2 separate regions of the Anas platyrhynchos genome follow, and region 2 is linked to region 1. Evidence: chromatin contacts called from public Hi-C data. All regions are on one chromosome and are shown on one strand. Each heading gives the region's core, a stretch centred on a gene start, on an enhancer-like site or on the middle of the called end of the contact. The rest is flanking DNA. Distances are from core to core; before and after follow the strand shown. Region 1 overlaps PLEKHH1 (pleckstrin homology, MyTH4 and FERM domain containing H1). Region 2 overlaps ZFYVE26 (zinc finger FYVE-type containing 26).

Region 1 (2,897 bases), core at 225-2,724:
AACCTTTTTTTCTGACACTTGTGTTGTTTAAGCTTCTACGTTAATATAAACTTAATGAGCTCCTTGAAACTTCTTAAGTATCAAGAGAGAATTTTGCAAGCATAATAAATTGTTTTCAGTGCAGACTTTAAGAGGACAAACAACTTACTTGAGCTGTTCAGGAGCAATGTTTTGCTTGTAGCGTTTGGGGTAGAATTTGTCTAAGACCTGGTGGAGAAGATGCTGCATTTTGGGTTGTGATGTTCCCCCAGGGCTTGAAGATCCCGGTCGATCCAAATCCCCATATTCCACCTAAGACAGCATGTACCGTAAAGTTTGTAGTACAACATAACTGTGGGGTTTTTAGTGCAATAGATCATTCCACAGGTTCCCATACTGCTATCTACTGTTTTAACTAGTCATGCAAAACATCAGGCTGGGGAATTTTGTCTGCAGTATTTACAACAATAAGTGTACAACAGAGCAACTATGGGAGACATGACTGCTCAAGGAATTCTTTACTGATCTAAGAAAAAGCAAAACAACATCTGGGCCAGCTACATGTAAGAAGACACTTCTGTATAACTGCCAAGCTTTTGGGGTTTATTCTCAATTAGCCAATTAAAACAACACCCTATTTGTAAATAGTATGGACAATGTTCCCAACTTCTTCATCTCTTTTCACATCGTTTTAACAAGTGCAACAATTGGTTTCAGCTCAGTAAAAAATGATTATGCTGTTTATCATGCCCACAACTCTTACAATGCGTTTTATGCGGTAAAATGCTAAACGTAAGCCTGGAGGTCTAATGGAAAATTCTACAAAATGCTGTTCCTTGAATAATAATAAGAGGCTATTGGCAGTGCAATGGTGAAAGCTTTTACTATTAAACAGACTTCTAATAGGCAATACTATTTCCATATCTTTACTAAGGCACTAATCAGAGCAGTTCTGGGGAGAGTCCAGCCCCATCGTGTTTTCCAATACTTTTCTTCAGAAGGAAAGAAGAGGATGTTCCACAGGAAATTTCCTTATAGCAAAAGGTATTCTACTGATACAGCTATGCTGGTGTGATGCGTTTGGCACGGTACACCTCAGACCGTATTTTTGGTAAGAAATATCACTTTTGATGTAAAAGATAGCTGCTTACTCAAAGACATTCAGCATACAGCTGTACTCTCTAGAGGACCAAGAAACAATGACTTCTGCCTGTAATAATGCTCACCTGAGCCATCAGAGCAACCATTTCCAGAGCTAATTCTTTATTAACAGGAAACCTTCCACTGACTATTTCATTGCTGACTTGGAAGGCCAGCAGCAACCGCTCCCGGTCTGTCTCACCCTTGGCTTGGCTCCGAAAATACAGCCTAAAAAGTAGAGGATTATAGGTGATTAGTGTCTGTCTGTCCCCATCAAGCACAGACAGGCAATATTTAAGAGATGGCCTTCTCTGCTTATCACAGAATACAGAGCTCTCTCTGCTCTAAGGTAAGAATTGTACAAACTTCTACATGGTGGCCTTGCAGACTTGTTATTTTTACCAACTCTGTTTTGAGTGCTTACTCTGAGATTGTTATTAAAAAAATTGTTTTAGCGGGAAATAAGAAACCCAATTAGCAGGCTTTATTGCAAAAAGTAAGGCATTCTTGTAAAAACTACTAGGAAGCTTTGATTTTTCTCTTTACGCTCAATTTCTTTGACCTGGTACAGCAAGATGACTAATGCAGGCTGAAAATACGAGCAGGGGGAATGCTTCCCCAAACCATTCCTCATGCATGCCTATTACAGTCCACACCATCTACTTCAAATATCATTTTAAAGCTATACCTATGATGATATATTACACAGTGCCACAGAAGATACTAATTCTAGTGGTTCAGTTAATTATTTTATATCAATTCAAAACTCACAACACCATGAGGACCGTAGTGACCTTACACATCTTATCAGAGTCCTTGCAGTTAGAACAGACCAACCTTGGAAAGACCTTATCAAAATATCCTTGCTGTACAGTCTAAGCACATCCCAGTCCAACAAAATAATATTGCAAAGGTTCACTCCTGAAAAAAATACTTTTGAGTCAAAAGCAATAATTTCTGCTTCAAAGCTCACAGAAGCTTAGTTTCACCACTACTGTCACCAAAATCTTCATGTGTTCAATGCAAAACTTTGTGGCTTTTTAATCTGGGGGGAGGAGGGTTGTTTCGCCTCCAAACAGAATTCACAGGCAGAAAGCCATTACTAGTTCTCATGCACAGCTCTCCATTCACTTTAATTCAGAATTCCTGTTTCTAATATAAATGATGAACTTGTTCCAGTTTTAGTTTTATACCTGTGTCTCATAGTTTTCTCCTCTGTTATCTCTCATCATCTAGATTGAACATTTATCTCTTTCCTTATAAAGTCTAGGCACTGCTACTACATGTCTCCTTAAAGCTCTTGCCATTTAGAGTGTTGTTCTTGTATCCTTTTCAACTTCATAATTCCTTGCTTAATTGCAAGTTTCATTTTCACTGGTGATTATTTCCCCAGGTTTCTCTTGCTCTCACCTAACACGTGTTATTTAATTACATTTTAGGATCTAGACAAATGACATTGTGCCAAGTAGCTAGTTTTTAGCCCATTTTAATTCTGTTCCACTATTGCAAAGTGCTTTGGGTTTTATCTCTAGACCATATACCCTCTTGTATACACATACCACACACAGACAAAAGTCACTGCATCTCATGTAGGATCTGACATCATCTTAGCTAAAATACTTTTGGCACTAACAGTACTATAAATTACCGGCCATCTACAGAGATATATGTGGTCTACGAGTGTTTAATTAACAGCAGTAGCGAGGCCAACAAAGGAAGCACAATACCTGTTCTTATAGGTCAATTTCACGATTCTTGTGCCACCTTCATATTTCCCA
Region 2 (3,284 bases), core at 724-3,223, 71 kb before region 1:
CAAAACTTTCTCACTTTTCTCTGTTGCTCCTTTTCAGGGTCTTTTTTCTTATTCAATACTGTTTGATTTTATTTCACTTGTTTAATGTGAAGCCACTGACAACTTCAGCAGTTCTAAAACTTGCATTCAACCACATCTTCCCCCTAAACCAAATGAGACTTGGGGGGGGGGGGGAAATGTGCATGCTCTTCCTTCCTCCTAGACTCCTGTTCCTTTTTTTATTGGTTCTATTTAACATTCTTGGCACAGCTCTCTTTTCTGTTTTGTCGATCAGTTCTCATCTGTGTTGTCAGCGGTTCTGCATTTGGCTCTGTGCTTGAGGGTTTTGTAACTGGAACAGCAGAGGGTGCTCCAGATCAAGTCCAGTGGTCTTGTTTCACTGCATTGGAAGTGCACGATGTGCTTGCCTGTCTGTATTTGTCTGCCTGTTCCTACATATGTTGTCCTAGCTCGCTTTATAGCGTTTTCAAAATGTTGATACCATTTCATAATTTAAAGATGCAGCTCTCAAGGCATCGTCTATCTCTTCCTGCCAAATGACCTATAACTTAGCAAGTATGTTCCTTCTGCTGCAATGTGAAACAATATTTGCAATGGGTACCTTGTATCAATTTATTATTCTCACACACAATACTTTTTCTCTGCTGGATTATTCTTGTGCCTGTCAGTAGTCCACTGCTCTAAGGATCCCTTTCTCTGCGTTTTATATAGTCGCACGTGAATCATTGTGGGCTAATTTTCTTAAAAGATAATAATTTGTAATTACACAGCTAATCCTGTTTGTACTAACATTGTTATGTACTCCTGTGAATGTATTCCTGTGACGTTTGTTAAAACAAGCAGATGTATGAACAATATTCTCTGATTTTTTACTCTGTCCTAGATTCTGTGATACGTATCCAAGAAAATCTCAGTCAAATACTGGAGTGTGAAGCAACGTCTAAATCAGGATCATCAGAACTGTCTTCTGCCAGTTTTACTGGTAAGGGTAAGATCTCTATGCTATTTTCTTTCAATTTGTTCTTTTTATCCCTTATCTATGTTTGAAGTGTGTACTACCACTAAGTAATAACTTAGGTCATGTTCAATGCAGGTCTGTAGGTCTCTGTATTGGTGATTTGGGCCCAGTTAAAATAAGACATGAAGGAGAAGAGGAAGGGCATAGTTTTATTTTGTTTTTTTGGTAGATATCTACAAAATATCTGAAGAGTCAGCACACAAATCCATTTCAGGCACTGCAGGGGGGAAAAACAAGTCTGAGCAGAACACAGAACTGGATTACATCTGCAGGAAGAAAAAGGTTTATCTGTTTGTCACAGCTAGGTTGTAAGTGGATTAATGGTGCTGCAGGTTAATCTTCCTATGTCTTGATTTCTGTGCTATCTTTGGATGTATAGGCAGAGCTTTTCTTGAAGCCCACTCACTGTAGTGGTACTTCCTCTTTTTTTTCTCATTATCTCTTTTTTTCCTCAATTTTAACTTTGGTTTTCCAGTAGAAATCTCATCCTTTTGTCTATTTTCTTCTTTCTTTCAGTCCTTGAATTAATTTTTTTCTAGGATCCCTTTTGTGACCTGAGGGGTAACACGCCTTGTTATTGTCTGAGAGGGCTCCACTCACAGTCTTCAAACGCAAATAAATAGAAACAAAATAATTTAATCCAAAACAAGAATACTAGTGGTTTAAAAACAACCACAAATTCATTTGTAGGGTCCATTCTGCATCTAATGCAAGAGATGCATGCTTCAGAAGATACGTATTGTGAGAGATGCATAGTGTGTGCTCTCAGTGAAATGACTAGCCAAGGGTATCCGCAGACCTCCAAGGCTGGTGGTTCTCAGTGAGTGATGGGCCTGTGCTATCTTGATCTCCGGTTCAGGGCTCTGAACTGTTATCTGGTTATCTATACTGAGCTGGTGATTCTGCTTGCACTGCATATGTGAGGTGACAGCGTGTCTTGGATTTGGCTGTGTAGCTCTTCAGTTTCTCTCCTAGTGGTCAGCTTAATATCTATATGTTGTTACAAAACCTGAGTGAATTGTTCTCTAATGTTCCTTTGCAATCCAGCATCCACTTGAATGAGTTAGCTTTACTGGAATGGAGTTTTTTTCTTTATTTTAATGTCCATGTACATAGAAGGTGGCTTGTAGGGCTGTTGAACTTTTTAGTTAGCCTTAAGTGTAACTGGCTCACATCATATAAACCAAGAGTCTATCTACTGCTATAAATTTGATTCAGTTAATATTTCTTTGGCAAGGTCAAAGAAGCTAAAAGCCAAAAACTTAAACTGTTGCCTCTTTGAACTGATTTTTACCAACAGTAGGTTTTAAAGCAGACTAGACAAGGAGGCATATGCTGTTTCTAGCAATACTGTATCTCTCCTGAGATAATAAAGAAAATTCTTAGTCTTCAGGAATGTCAACACTGGGCATCCTTAAGGTTCTGTTTTATGCTATACCACTTATTTGGTATTCATATTCCTGTGTGTTTTCTTTCCCTCCTTCAAGTCTCTGCTTATGGTACAAGTATAGATGTTGAAGTTACCTTATACTTCTCTAATTGTTGTGGTAAAGATCTACTAATAATTATGTACTCTTGCTCATTAGTGTTGAAGTATTAGAAGCTTACAATCTTAGAGTTTTAGCTTATAGCATTTATACTCCTTACACAATGTTACTCTGCTATGCCTAGGTGAAAGATAATGGTCTTGATAATAGTCTTGTGAGTCTCAGTAAGTCTGTAGTGTTTTTTGGTATTCAAGACTCCATTAAACAGCTTAAATCCCTTTCCATGTTTGTCTTGTCCTGGCTTTTTTTAAGGTGTAACAGTATCTGCAAGTCCCAGAGAAAGAAGCTTGCAGCAAAATTTGTTTCCTCAGGAATTTGTGCCACCTGAAAAGCCTCCTCCAAAGCAAGAATGGATACCCGATGACACTGAAACAATATGTATGGTTTGCAAATCTGAACGCTTCACCATGGTAAGGAGCAAAAATTAGAACTGTGACCTTAATGTCAACAGTTGCCTGTAATATGTTTCTTAAAAACCCTTAGCTACTTTAGCAAGTTTGCCTACATCACTGTAGGCTTGAAAGAATTGCTAGTCCATGGATTTTTAACCATTGATTTCTATTTAGCGTAGCTGAGGAGACAGGCACCAGTTACCTGCTTTCACTGCGAAGTGAAAGATTAATTTTGATTTTTGCAGTTGTGCTGGCAGTCTTGTCTTATTGCTTAGAAGCAGTACTATTTCCTCAAAATGCCTGTTGCTTGTGAATTTGGAAGTGACT

What was found. A called contact is a pair of places that touch in the nucleus more often than the background predicts.
Region 2: a contact with region 1 is called in a Hi-C map of subcutaneous adipose tissue, with 2.3 times the contacts expected there. The contact joins two enhancer-like sites. A contact is called at or near these places in 2 of 8 Hi-C or Micro-C datasets (liver and subcutaneous adipose tissue).

What each region holds. Positions count from the first base shown.
Region 1 is chr5:37,946,623-37,949,519 of IASCAAS_PekinDuck_T2T, reverse strand. It overlaps PLEKHH1 (pleckstrin homology, MyTH4 and FERM domain containing H1), which reads right to left. Exons shown (of 29, transcript XM_072038845.1): 23 at 2,847-2,897; 24 at 1,206-1,347; 25 at 149-291. Among named protein-coding and RNA genes, the nearest start is that of PIGH, 18 kb to the left of the region's middle. Within about 2 kb of position 1,474, at least 4 of the 8 cell types and tissues checked have an H3K27ac peak or open chromatin away from gene starts, as enhancers often do.
Region 2 is chr5:38,017,765-38,021,048 of IASCAAS_PekinDuck_T2T, reverse strand. ZFYVE26 (zinc finger FYVE-type containing 26) reads left to right here. Exons shown (of 42, transcript XM_072038844.1): 27 at 884-982; 28 at 2,818-2,975. Among named protein-coding and RNA genes, the nearest start is that of VTI1B, 25 kb to the right of the region's middle. Within about 2 kb of position 1,973, at least 1 of the 8 cell types and tissues checked has an H3K27ac peak or open chromatin away from gene starts, as enhancers often do.